Regions from separate parts of the Zea mays genome. Here regions 1 and 2 are each linked to region 3. The links are chromatin contacts, called in public Hi-C maps. All regions are on one chromosome and are shown on one strand. The core of a region is the stretch at or near the end of the contact, and the rest is flanking DNA. Distances in the headings are between cores, read along the strand shown. Region 1 holds the start of LOC103637951 (SAUR-like auxin-responsive protein family). Region 2 has its middle 6.5 kb from the start of LOC103637949. Region 3 holds the start of LOC100216688.

Region 1 (4,352 bases), core at 208-2,707, 200 kb before region 3:
CAAGGCTAAGATTAGTTTCCACACAGACCAAAACGTTTTTTTTAAAGAACGAAATAAAAAACGGTCCCCACACTCTCCCGTTTGATTCCTCGTGGATTTGAAGAAGGTTAGATACTGCACAAAATCCAATACAAATTCTATTAACAGTTTATAGAGAGATCGTAAGCTTATGGTACAAAATCTAATATAAAAATTTAGAAACCATTTAGCTAATAACTAGATTCTAGAACGGTATTCTAAAAATAAGACACGAACCGAACATCGTCTCGGCCATGGCATCGTGATGACAGAGCGCCAAACGTGCATTTGCATAGTGACAAACAAACAACACCCATTACCCTTTCTTTACTCGTTAAAAGTACCGCCCTTGCCCTGCGTGACTAGTACGGAGGGTCGCATTCAACCGGAGATCTCCGAGCTTGTTATCGATCCTACGAAGATGATGCGTCTTGCTCTTCGTGCTTCTCGTTCCCATCTGCCAAAACGAAAAGGCAAGAAACGAATCAGATATATGGGCCGCGGACGACTCAGGCTAGGCCCAACCCAGGCGGCAGACTTGTACGGCCCAAGCCCAACTCCCTCTCAGAAAGGAAAGTTTCTCTCAGCCTGGGCCCTGGGCACACACGCCGCACGCGGGGCGGGGGCGGGCAACGTACCGTCGTCGACCAGGCCGTGGCGGTGGCGGTCCATGACGACGAGGATGTACTTGAACGCCTCCGTGTCGCAGGGGATGGTGACGGCGCCGCCGTGGTAGTCGAACTCGAACTCTTCCTCCGCCTTCTCAAGCAGGCGCCGGAACACGGGCATGCCCAGGTACGCCGTCGGCACCACGAACCGGCGCCGCTCCGCGCCCACGTACACGGGGCAGCACCCGCGGGGCACGTCCGCCGGCGCGTCGGGGGTCATCGGCGTCATCGGCGAGTCGCACGCCGCCGCGTCGGGGGGGCACCCCCGCCTGCGCTCCTCCACCAGCAGCACCCGCGACAGGAGCCGCCGGTCCTCGTCCTCGTCCTCCTCGTCCGCCGCACCATGCGGCGCCGCCGGCAGCATCTGGTTCCTGCTGCTGCTGCTGCTGCTGGCATTGTCTGCAGCGGCAGGCGTGGGGTCGCCGTTGCTGCTTTGGTCTGTCGTGGCGTTGGCGTCGTCTGGGTTGGCTCTGTCGCCGTCGTCGCTGGCGCTGGACCTCCTCTCGGCGGCAATCCTGGAGCTGGAGGACTGCCAGCGGTGGAGCATCTGCCGCAACCAAATGACCCGCTGGAGGCCGGCGGGGTCCTCCTCGTCGGCGCCGCCACCGCTACTCTCGTGTCCCATCGACGACGACATCGGCTAGATCTACCGTTTGAAGGCGGCCTGCCTCCCCGACTTGCAATTGCTAGGAGGCGCGCCAGCCACACGCATGCAAGTATGGAAAAGGTCACGTCGCGCGTCCCGTTTTGTCCTTCCGACGGTTTCGTTCTTGTCGCGCGCCAGCCACACTAAACAAAGCACGGCGTTGCCGCGCACCTGGGTGGAGTGCCTGCAATTGTGGAGCCATTTTTTTTTTCCAAATGAAACCTAGGCTGGGCAAGGTGAAAAAGAAAAGAACTGAAAGTAAATTTCTATATCTATATATTAAGCGTTGCTCTCTGTTGCGCCACGTCGTCATATTTTCATTTCGGTCGTACGATGCTGTTTCAACGGTCATGAAGGTGAGTCATCCAGGAGAACGGTTTGCTCTGGATAAGGCCGCCATCCGTTGGAGTCCTCCGGCGCCGCGAGCGCGAGATTCTAGACGCGGCGCTGGTTGTGGCCCGCGGGTTGCGCCACGGTCGTAACTATCCCCTCCAGCGGTGGTTGGATCTGCGCTACGGCGGCGGAAGGGGTCCCCTGGAGTTCGGAGATGCCCTTAGGCTATCCGCAATCGTTACCCCTAAATTTTTTCCCCTATATCACTTTTCCCCCCTATTTTTCCCCCTATTTTTTCATCTCCCGCAGCGGTTCCCCCTAAATACTCCCCTATACCCCACTACAACTATAAAATATCATTTTCTATATCAACTATCAATTTTTTATCTACTAACAATTACTCGTGGACCCACAGCACAGTGTTTAGGGTGATGAACAGTGACACGCTAGATCTGGGGGGAGAGAGAAGGGTGCCGACGTGTAGGGGGCGCTGTAGGGGGCACCGCTGCGGCCATAGGGTGCCCCCTACAGACGGCATGCAAGGGGAGGGGGAGTGCTAGCGGTGACCGCTGCGCACAGCCTTAGGCTGTACGCAACGCAGCCCTCTCAGCATCCCCCTCCCCTTGCGTAGGGGCTGTAGGGGGCACCCTACGGCCGCAGCGGTGCCCCCTACAGCGCTCCCTACGTGTCGGTCCCCTTCTCTCTCCCCCCAGATCTAGTGTGTCACTGTTCATCACCCTAAACACTGTGCTGTGGGTCCACGAGTAATTGTTAGTAGATAAAAAATTGATAATTGATATAGAAAATGATATTTTATAGTTGTAGTGGGGTATAGGGGAGTATTTAGGGGGAACCGCTGCGGGAGATGAAAAAATAGGGGGGGAAATAGAGGGAAAAAGTGATATAGGGGGAAAAGTTTAGGGGTAACGGTTGCGGATAGCCTTATGAAGCTTGCGGCATCAAGATCTGAGTTGGGTCGTCGCACGGGAGGAGATTTCACTGAGGCCTTGTTCGTTTGTGTCGGATTGGTTGGTCGGAACGATTCCTAGCCGGATTGTTTCTCTAATTTATATAAACTTTGATCAACTGGAACGATTCCGGGTGCAATCCGACGTAAACGAACAAGGCCTGAGTTGGGTCGTTGCTGCCGGAGTCGCTAAGGTGGCGCCTTTGAGCATTGTCGTCCGGATGTTCCTTCCCGGCAAGCGCTAAAGCTTCTGTAGATATTCTCAGAACCAGCGGCTGGCGCCATAATGTAAATCTGTGCCTTGGCCGGAGGTTTGGCACTGTTCGACGGAGCAAGTGACGATCTTGAGCTCTATCCGTCCTGCATAGCCCGAAAAAGCGCAATAAATGGAGGCCACACCCGAGGACACCACGACAGTACCTCATCGCCGCCGCACAGCCAAGAATGAGGTACATCGTACATGTTGTCCGGCCTCGACATGCTTAACAACGGCAGGATGGAGGATGGATGCCTTGATGAAGAAGCGGCGGGGCTGGCCACTGGGCAACGGCAAAGAAGCACAAGCCCTTCCCCTTCCAAGGTATCCGGTGATTGCGTCTAAAAAAATTCCCGTCTAAAAAAAGAATTTCCATTCAAATCTCATCTCAAATGTAGAATTCTACTTCCGGTGTTTTTTTGTCTTTACCTTTAATATATACATGTACTCAAAGTTCAGAATAGAGAACATGCCATATCGCCAGTCAAATAAAGCATCTTTTTAAGATAGAAGGTCGCTAAAAATCTGATTGAAACCTTCCTAATCGTTCATCAGTTGGGGAATCATTTTATTTGAGGCGTACGCGCATCATAATCTATAGGTTTTGCTTGCTATCTAGATGTTTCCTCCCCACCGTATTTACAACCTGCAAGGATGCGAAAGTCCCTATTCACGCCGGACTAATTCCGAGTCTTCCGAACAAGAAAACAACATCATGATGAGCAGCAGGTGTCCACGGCCGTGGTGGCCCGCGCGAGAGGAAAGGTAGTGTTAGCTCTAGCAGTGTTCTCTACCTGAGAGACCGATTTGCTAGATGTTTTAGACTTCGGATTCAATTCAATCCGGTGGTTACATGGATATTATCCTGAATTGCGCTATGGGTTTTTCAACCTATTTAGTTCTTCAAGGTTTAGATTGAGCAGCCTCTGAAGTTTGTTTTTCCTTGAACAGATGATCCATGCTTGGGAGTAGCAATTCACAATTATTTCATCTCATGTGCAGAAGAAGTCTCGCTAGAGAAGGGAAGCAGTAACTCGAAGCCTCACCATAAACCGTCCACACATGCTGTATACCTTCGATATTTAGTGGCTTTGTATGGTAACTTCAGTTCCTGGTTTGTGTAAATAGAGTTGTTAGAGCAACTCCAGTAATTCTCTAAAAGACTTCCTAAATCAATAATTTAGGTAGTTAACATGAAAACTATTCTCCAACAGTTCTCTAAATGAACTTTCTAAATTTAACAACTTGTCATCTAACCTCATTTTCTCTCTACATTTAGCAACCATTTAACAACTCCCTAAACAAAAATGTTGACTGCATTATATAGTTTTTGTGACTTATTTTTTATGTGGATAAATACAAAACAAAATTACAACCTATATTTAGAGAACTATTGGAGAACTCACATTTTTTTACTCCAAAAGCCATTTAGCAACTTCTTAAATCTGTGATTTAGAGAGCTAA
Region 2 (4,776 bases), core at 47-2,546, 160 kb before region 3:
CTCCTTGATGCGTCTCGTCTTCTTCTTCCTTCCATCTTTGTGTCTATGGCCCGAGCTCGAGTCGGTAGGCTTATCATCCTTAGGCTCGTTGACGAAGGACTCCTCTTTGTCGTTGATCACAATTCCCTTCCCCTTAGGATCCATCTCTTCGGGCGATTAGTCCCTTGTGAAGAGAACGGCTTTGATACCAATTAAGAGCACCTAGAGGGGGGGTGAATAGGTGATCCTGTGAAACTTAAACTTAAAGCCACAAAAACTTGATTAACGTTAGTACAATAATTGCCAAGTGGCTAGAGAGGAGTCTCAACAAAACACAATAACCACAAGAGATCAATCACAGAGATGGCACAGTGGTTTATCCCGTGGTTTGGCCAAGACCAACGCTTGCCTACTCCACGTTCGCTTTGAAGGGACCCAAAAGAAAAGTTTGAAGTATCAAAGTTAGAACCTAGAAGGGACCCAAAAGAGCTAAGTTCGCTTTGATCTTTAGGTTAGGTCATTCTTATGTTTGGATATGTTCTATGTGACCTTTGTAGGGTGTTAAAGCTCATGGACAACTTTAGAGATCAAGTTGTGTCAACTTGGTGTTTCAGACTCCAGCACCAACCTCAAATAGGCTAAAAAAGGGAAATCGATGAAAAATGTTAATTATGCAAGGTTTGAGTGCTTAATACTTTGGTTTGGCTACTAAGTCTGGCTCCAGCAAGGACCCCTAAAGGCTCCTCTACCCTAAATATAGAGGATCAAACGGTCTTCTATGCTCTTTAGCAGCGTCATCTAAACGGTCCTCTAAATTTAGAGGACGCAGCTGAATTCTCTGTATATAGTGTTTCTCTAAACGGTCATCTATCCATTTAAATACTTTAAATAACCAGTTTAGTAAAAATAAAATATGTATAATACATTTGAGAGTATGACAAATACATATGTAAAAAAATAAAAAATAAAAAATAAAAATATCTCTAATATAAGTATTTACGTATAGAGGACATGATTTAAAAGACGTTGTTGGAGAGGAATGATATATAGAGATGAATTTTTTTTAGAGAAGAATGTAAAAAAAACGAATATAAATGATGTATATAGAGGACGTTGCTGGAGACAACCTAACTTATTTATGTAAGAAAATTGCATTATGAGATGCGTTGCGGCGCGGGCTAGACAGGCGACAGCCATGCGCTTTTTGGTTCGTCAGCGTTTCGGCCGGCCCTGACACGAGGGAGTGCCCGGTGCCACCTCGCTTTCTCTAGAACCCTCGTGCCGCCGGGCCGAGTGCGGTCCCGGTCAATCCACTATTCGAATCTCAACAAGTGACCAAATGCGGAGGCCGCCGAGCGAACTCTCCGGAGGCCGTGGCCGGTGGGGGTCCAACGAAAATATCATCGTCCTTGTCGGCCGATTCGTGTCAGTCGCGTCAAGCCCGGCTGCCCGGGAAAGCACGTAAACCAGGAGATTGTTTTCTTCACAACGCTGCCTACCGGCGTCAGAGCAGAGGCCCCGGCCCGGCGAAAGGTGGTTCGCGTAGGCTAGTCGTGGTCTGCCTGCAAAAGGCCCTTTTATCGTTTCCGGCACAGTTGCTCTCCTCTCCTCCCTCCATCGACTTGCCGCCGGCTTTGCCCAAACGAGGATCGTTCCAGAAAAAGGTTCGCATCATCCACAGGACAACTGTTAATAGTAGATCATACCACTGGTACTCTATGATTTGATTCCAATGATGTCGATGGGCAATGTATTCTCGTGCATGCATGATGCGTGTCCTACTCTACCCCCCCTGTCCCGCCGTCTGCCGACGCGCGCCTGTTCAATGTACCTCGATCTACATACACTTCTTTCTTGCAACTTAATTAGAATAATAATAATAATAGGAACCGGATATGACCCTGTAGAGTATTATCGATCTAAACTTAATAACGTACATTTGATCAAACTATTCCAACCAATCCATTTGATGGTTCAGCTAATGGGTTTAAATTCTGAATATTTATTTGGTATCCATACACTAGACTACACACAAAGAATTGTACTTAAAGATTAAGTTAAAGCAATAATAAGTCTTAAATTTTAAAAATTAAGTTTAAAAATGTCCGCAAACTATAATATAAAATAGAAATAGATGGAAAGCCATACGGTAATTTATAAAAAATGTAGATTAGGCATGAAAGGTAGGTTTAACCGTCTCGTCATTTTTATAAGCCTATATCCAGCAATCTAGCATCTAGTATTTAAGTGTGAGTTTATACTATATTTAAGTATAAGTTATGTCAGAACTAATCTTTACTATATTTAAGTGTGAGTTTCGTCGTGCGCCCTCGCACTCACTGGGGGGGCCTCGTAGGTCATGAGTGTTATGTGCCTCGAGGTCCTCGTAGGTCATGAGTGGGAAGTGGGCCAGCACTTCGTTGTGGCTCGGTGTCAGGCATGGTTAAATGCGCTCAACTATTTATGGCGAGTCAGTCTGGGGCCAAGCGCGGGATCCACTCGAGTGGTTTCCTTCTGACATGCCCGACCTCCCCTATCAGGTTCTGCCATGCCCGATCCCAGGCTCGGTACCGCGGGGTTCGACTCGGGGTGGGCTCTTTCAGAGTTAACGTATCTGCCACTCCCAACAGACTAATGTGCCCCAGCGATCAAGGGCTCTTCCCTCATCGCACTGTCTGACTGGCAGGTCCCAGGGACCGGGGGTCATTGCCCCGACACAATACGACTGAATAAAACGGCCCAAAGGGTGACACAACAAGTATCGCCTGTTCATCCAATGATGTTGTGGTACTTTCCACCAGCCTATTCATCGCAGACATATTTTACTGTTCAAGCATGGGGTAGTGCGGTGATGAACTCGTATTACATGTATCATCCCTTTGCTTATTCGGGCTGGGGGTACCACAATTTTGTACTTATTGAACCATTGATCAAGTAGTCATGGCCGAGAAAGATGCAATCCTAAATAGCCTTTATGCATTAAAACTCTATTGAATAATCGCCCTATTAGATTGAAAAGTCGGTGACTTGCATCAGGATTAGTTCTCGAAGGGTGCTAATAGTGATTATGCTTTTGGTTTGACAAGCTCCGCCAAAAGGAGGGGGCATGTGTTGAGCACAATTTTGGCCTACAGGACAGTCTGCGGTGGCAGCACTGACGGTATGCGCGTGAACATAATCAGTTAGGGTTGTAGATTTCTTGCGTGATTTGTTAGCAAAATCTATAGAATTTGTTTAGCAGTCGACTTGTAACAGGTCCAGACATCCCCTTTATGTAAATGAAGGGGTACGTCCGATTGGACCCCCATAATTGATCCTATGAAACTTATTTATCATATTAACCTTATTTGCACTTTTCTTTCCATTCCTTAGGAGTAGAAATAATCTAGTCTTAGTTTAGCCCTAGTATTAGTCTTCTCCAACCCATTTCTTCACCTCTTTTCGGCCCAACTTCGTTTAGAGGCATCTTGAGTGGTCTGTCGACCCAAGACAACACTTGGATCTCTCCTCCATGATGGGATCCATCCAGTGAGGCGAGATTCAGGTTCTTTGTGGAAAAGAAGACCCTTTGCGCATGTGCAAACCGTCCAAGCCCCAGGCGTGAACCGTCCGGCAAACGCACAGGGAGAAGCTGCTCCTGTAACAAGGTCGCAGACCATCCAACCCAGGGTCGTGGACCGTCCGCTCTCCCGTAGAGTATTATCTAAAGATCTAATAATAAGAACCGGATATGACCCTGTAGAGTATTATCGATCTAAACTTACTAACGTACATGTGATCAAACTATTCTAACCAATCCATTTGATGGTTCAGCTAATGGTTTTAATTTTTGAATATTTATTTGGTATCCATACACTAAACTACACACAAAGAATTATATCTAAAGATTAAGTTAAAGCAATAATAAGTCTTCAATTTAAAAAATTAAGTTTAAAAATGTCCGCAAACTATAATATAAAATAGAAATAGATGGAAAGGCACACGGTAATTTAAAAAAAATGTAGATTAGGCATGAATGGTAGGTTTAACCGTTTCGTCATTTTTATAAGCCTATATCCAGCAATCTAGCATCTAGTGACATCTCGCGAGCCGCGTTTGTCAAAGAATCTAGGCGATCGAGCGTTAGACTATCGATTTTGTGGTTGTATTATCTGTTATCGCAAGACTTCATCATGAGGCTATAGCCCTAAACACAAAAAACAGAAGCTATAAGACAATTAGCGTAAAATTCTTTCTATGCTAAACTTTTTTTAGATATCTCTTTTTATATAAATATATTTATATATGTACCTTGTATATGGTGGAGGGTGTATATCATACCCCTAGCTACACCACTGAAATTTGGAGTGCTTTCTTAGTCCGAAGCAAATCTTATTTCAACTACTCTTTGTTGTGAATAAACACCAAGGATCAATCCTAAATAAAATTATCCTAAATTCAATTACATTGATATAAAATATAACTACCAAACCTAAAATGTAAATTATGGCGATGCTTTTACAATATATCAATGAGGCAACTTTAACTGTATATTATTATTATTATATGAATTTGTCTAAATTTAGTGTTGTTTATCTAGATATTTTATGACAGAATAGTAGGTCTCATTTCTACTATATTTAAGTATATTATTAAGACAACAAAAGTAGCCTACCTTCACTAGTTCTGCCGTTCTGCCTGTTCTGCCTCCAATAAATCTGCACCATCCATCCATCCATCCATCCATCCATCCATCCATCCATCCATCCATCCATCCTGCGCCATCGTCCATCGCAACCACCGCCGCTCGATCCTTGC
Region 3 (4,908 bases), core at 1,585-4,084:
AATTAGATTTGAAGGCATGATTTTGTCCACAATTTTGTAGAATCAATGCTATGTTTTGTGTGATTTGAAGGCATGATGTTACCATTTAATGTTGAATATTGTTGAACCTGTGATAAAATTATGTTGGGTTCGATACATTTGTTACGCTGGTACTTATTTTTGCGATTCAAATGATCATGTCTATCGTAATGTTAATGGGTATGGGTACCCGCTACCCATGGTGGGTATGGGTATGGCGTAATTTTGTATCCACGATGGGTAGTGGGTATGGGTCAATTTTTTTCTAGTGGATATGGGTATGGCTTCGTGTGCCCACTGGGTACCTTACCCACTGCCATCCCTAGATCCATCAAAAACAACCACACCACGCTAAAAATTGCCCTCAAGACTCAGGCAGAGGGGCTGCCAGATAGGAGAGAAACTATGGCAACCCACCTCTAATAATACTTTGGGTGGGGTCACTGGTCAGCATGAATGAATTTCTTAATGTTGTGATTCATCTAATGTATTATTTCATTGTAAATATGAATTAAAACAAACATTCTGAGCCATCCGTACAGAAGGACCAAATTATTATTTCTTACGTATAAAACTAGCTGGAGTTGTCAATAATTTCGATTTTCATGAACATACTTATTATGCCTACTGCCTAGGTGCCACTACAACATCAGTTAGTTCATGCAGACTACAAACTGGTTTTGGAAACTTTCAAGACTAGTACTGAAAAATACTCAAAATTGAAATGTCTGTCTCCGTTATACAGAGATAGCAAAATTCAGGAGACAGTATAATAAGAGTTACTCTGTTCAAAGGATCTTGACTTACGTTTCTGTGAGCCCAAATGCAAGGTCAAGCATATCGTTTTCTTCATCTGCTGGATCTTCTAACTTGTTATAATATTTTACATCCTGGATAAGACAAAAAATTGTAGTTAGCAGTGAAACTAGAATATCAATGGCAACAATAACAAAACCCCAAGAAAATTAGGGCAGGTTAGACTGCTAGAGATGGAACCCAACATGAGCCACCAGCCCAAAAGAAAAAACATTGATAAAATAAAAAAAATTCATTACTAATAATAGTATATATTAATATAAATTTGAGAGTACATTACGATCATACCATTACTATTACATGACAAGTAGAACACGCAAGTGAGCCCTCACATGCTCCTGCAGTAGCCACAATAGCAGGGAAGGTTATCATGAACTACAGCTGAAAATCAGTTGATGGAACATAAAAAGGAATGATTACAATACCTAATGTACTGATGAAAAATGGTAAAACCACGGAACCAGGTAAATGAACAAGACTAGTTTGTTTTTATTTACAAAAAAGGTGCATATATTCTTATCACCAAGCATGAACTGACTATAGAACCATAAAGGCAAAAACCACAGTGGAAGGGAAGTGCACATTTCCTTAATATCTGTACCTTCAAGCTCTATGTCGTTTTCATGAGCAGCTTCTAACATGGACATTCCAACTGGAACACATATTGTCTTTTCTGAGCCATCCTTGTTGACAAATGTTACCGAGATTCTGTTCACAGTATGGAGAAAAATAACCTCAACAATCATCAGAGGACTGCTTCTACCCTAAATAATTATTGAAAGCTCAACACTAACAATTCAGTAAAACTGATGCATTTAGTGCCATCTATTCCTCTAGATGTGGAAGGAGCAGCTCCTTAAATGGAGAGACAACAATAACAAAAGAATTCCATGTTAGAAGGATCTGGGTAAGGTGGTACCTGGTTCCAAGCTAAAAAGACAACCAGGGAGTTCAAATTTTGTGATATATAAGACTATAAGAAAACAAGAGACAAATGCACTTACTTATCTTTTGCCTGACTACTTTCATCCTGATCACCACTTGTTGCAGTTGACAAAAGGGCATTCCGCTAAAAAGTATAACCAAAAATTAACACAAATAAACTTGAGAGATAAATCATCACTCCTGCGGTACAAAGGCTTTGCTTACAGTTCTCCAAAATTTTAAAAACTAACATGTTGAGGTAAAAGAATGCCGATCTTCTTTTGCAACAGCTATTTCAGGTTGTGAATGTATAGGTAGATTTATTGAATAGAAACCAAATGATGAAAATAATAGATATAGTCCAAATCAAAGTCGTTTTATGAAGCAAATCAATAGCTAGTAACATATTTAATATTAGCGGGAAAGAAGTGCAATTGGGGTCATGTTCAACTAAATAAATTCTACTACCAATCTTTATTTCTTACCATCGATAATACAGCAGGAGTCACCACTGGGATCGAATGCCGGTTAACATGATCTTGAAAGAAAATGCGTTGACTGTTTAGCAAGTTTCCTGCCAGATAAAAGTAGCAACGATCACCAACAGATAAGGAGACACTAAGCCTGCAGTGTTACAACATTAGCAACACATAAACTCAGGAGAATCCCAAAGCCAAAACGCAAGAAACATTAGTATCAACTGCAAGATAAACACAAGTTAGCAAAATTTCACCACAGCTGATGAGCAATAAGCCAATAACGAGTAGGCCACCAATCATAGAGGGAAATGAACTAAGAGGAAAGTAAAGATACCAACCAGCTCTTGTCTCGGCTCTAGACTCGCGCAGGAGCCGCGCCCCGAGCCGGGAAATCCTGGGGAACATCGCGTCAGCTGATCCTGCTCCCTACGAACCCTAGAACAGCTCACAAGACAACGAATCAGCGCAACAGCGTGCTAGGCGAGCAATCAGCAGGGCTCAGCTAGTCGGTGTCACAAAATGAGGTGTACTCAAGGGGAAGCTGGGAGACAGAACCGATCGCAAGCGGCGGGAATCAGCCGCGTGACCTCCTCTCCGCGACGAAGGGAATGACGAGGAAGGCGACGAGTTGGGGTGAGGCTGTGAGACGCCGTGCCGTAGATGGACTTTGGACACACAAGCCGCCGCCACCGCAGGAAATGGACCGCATGGCCCATTGAAGGAAATATGTGTATAACCCGAACAAAGCCCAGCCCATCAACGCCCAGGCTATAAGACCATCGGAGAAACCCGCCCTAATCTTCCCGTCCGCCGCCAGAGCGGGGAACACCTGCACCGCCTTCACCAGCACTTGCCGGAGAGGACGTGACCTCTCCCGCCGACAAATCGGTCCTCTTCGTCCGGGCGTTTATCAAGGTGAGCAGCGCTTTGTGCCCATATACTTTTCATCCTTTCTTCTTGCGCGTGTGCTTATCCATGGGTTTATCGGTCTGAGCTGTTGATAATTTTGTGTTGTGGGATCTGGTGTGCTGTTTTCTGTAATCCGTAGTGACCAGTTAGATATAGTTTTCATGGTTTCGTGCGAGCCTTGAGTTGTTTGATCGATGTACGACCCATTAGCTGTCCTCGCCGTATTCGGTTTATAGCACCCTTGTCGATGCTCGCTGGCATCACGCTAGGGAGGAAAACTACCGGACCCTCTTGCCAACCACACCTGAGACTTGATGCCCTCTCCTCCAAGCAGCAATATTGTGACTGACAAGTGTTTCTTAGTGACAACATCATCTCTTAGTCCTTCAAGCGTTGGTCTCCTGCTCTAATGCTAATGTTGAGTACCGGGCTATCGCTAATGAGGTGCTGAGGCGAGTTGGCTACGCTAGCTCCTCTAGGAGCTTCACTGTACCCTCTCCATGAGTACACTTGTCTACTGCGACAACGCCGGCATTGTCTGCCTCTCCATCAACCATGTCCAACACGAGCGCACGAAGCATGTTGAGATCGATCTTCACTCTATTCGTGAGTGTGTGGCTCTTGTGGTCTCGTGGACATTCGTGTTCATCATGTCATGACAAGCTTGCAGTTTGTCGACATCTTCATTAAAGGTCTTCTCTTGTTGTTCTCGGACTTTTGTCCAGTATAAACATCTATCGTGGCTAGAGGTTTTACTACGGGGGTGTTAAACTACTTGTATGTGTGTGTTATGAACCTAGAGCTCAGGCCATTAGGGGTAGAATATATGTAGTACATGTAATACTGCAGCCTATCTATCTATAAGGGTTTCTTTCTCTAACACTATCATGTAATTCTTGTTTGATCTCTCCCACTTAATGCATTTAAGATCATATGCAATTGTCAAGGTGCATTATTAGTGGCGTCCAACTTGGTCCCATGACCGAAACCGATGAGATCAACCCAACAGTATCTTGCCTTCCTTAACTTAGCTTTAAGCGAAAATTCATTCTTGCCTGCAGGTGATGCAATATGATTTGTGTTTGCCTTTGATTTTGCTGATTCCAGTTTCATTTGCTTTTACTTTTCTGATAGTATCATTACCTGGCATCATAGCAAGGTGCTGTTTAATATAAATTGGTTCATCACTTCATTGCCGTCGAGTATTCTAAAGCAATAATTTCTCAGTGAGACAATTGCATGTCCAATTTAATATGAAAATCGGTTTCTCTTTATGTTTGGTTGGATTTTGCCTTGTCAACTTAATTTGTACCTTCTCGTGGAGATGCATATTGATTCCTTTTGTATTCATTTCTAAATAAATGCTTGCAAACTTTGTTTGTTGGTTATCATCTTAGAATTTCGTGTTCCTTATTATTATGCTGTTTAGTGTTCACGTGCGTTGTCTTGTTTTACAGGAATAGGTATTCAAGTTTTGTATCACCAAGATGGTGCAGTACAATTTTAAGAAGATCACGGTTGTCCCTCCTGGGAAGGACTTCATTGACATAATCCTGTCCCGCACCCAAAGGCAGACACCGACAGTTGTCCACAAGGGATATGCTATCTCCCGCATTCGTCAGTTTTATATGCGCAAGGTTAGGTATTCCCAGCAGAACTTCTATGAAAAGCTCTCGACCATCATAGATGAGTTTCCTCGACTGGATGACATCCACCCTTTCTATGGTGATCTCCTCCATGTGCTCTACAACAAGGATCACTA

Evidence for each region. Hi-C and Micro-C count contacts between places; a contact is called where the count stands out from the background.
Region 1: a Hi-C map of tassel shows a contact between it and region 3, with 1.9 times the contacts expected there. The contact joins the promoter of LOC103637951 here to the promoter of LOC100216688 in region 3. A contact is called at or near these places in 2 of 25 Hi-C or Micro-C datasets (bundle sheath and tassel) and 1 of 3 datasets of contacts at active chromatin or transcription factors (leaf).
Region 2: a contact with region 3 is called in a Hi-C map of leaf, with 2.5 times the contacts expected there. The contact joins the enhancer-like site here to the promoter of LOC100216688 in region 3. A contact is called at or near these places in 3 of 25 Hi-C or Micro-C datasets (bundle sheath, endosperm and leaf).

What each region holds. Positions count from the first base shown.
Region 1 is chr9:12,760,811-12,765,162 of Zm-B73-REFERENCE-NAM-5.0, reverse strand. LOC103637951 (SAUR-like auxin-responsive protein family) reads right to left here and starts at 1,457. Exons shown (of 2, transcript XM_008660951.4): 1 at 657-1,457; 2 at 116-475. The coding sequence starts at 1,323. The coding sequence ends at 432.
Region 2 is chr9:12,719,006-12,723,781 of Zm-B73-REFERENCE-NAM-5.0, reverse strand. No RefSeq gene overlaps it. Among protein-coding and RNA genes, the nearest start is that of LOC103637949, 6.5 kb to the right of the region's middle. Within about 2 kb of position 1,296, at least 18 of the 20 cell types and tissues checked have an H3K27ac peak or open chromatin away from gene starts, as enhancers often do. A contact at or near this core is called in bundle sheath, endosperm and leaf, where this site is marked.
Region 3 is chr9:12,564,734-12,569,641 of Zm-B73-REFERENCE-NAM-5.0, reverse strand. LOC100216688 reads right to left here and starts at 2,834. Exons shown (of 7, transcript NM_001358089.1): 1 at 2,576-2,834; 2 at 2,244-2,332; 3 at 1,839-1,903; 4 at 1,436-1,542; 5 at 1,123-1,172; 6 at 826-908. The coding sequence starts at 2,642. LOC100273647 reads left to right here and starts at 3,042. Exons shown (of 3, transcript NM_001360285.1): 1 at 3,042-3,152; 2 at 4,604-4,908. The coding sequence starts at 4,634.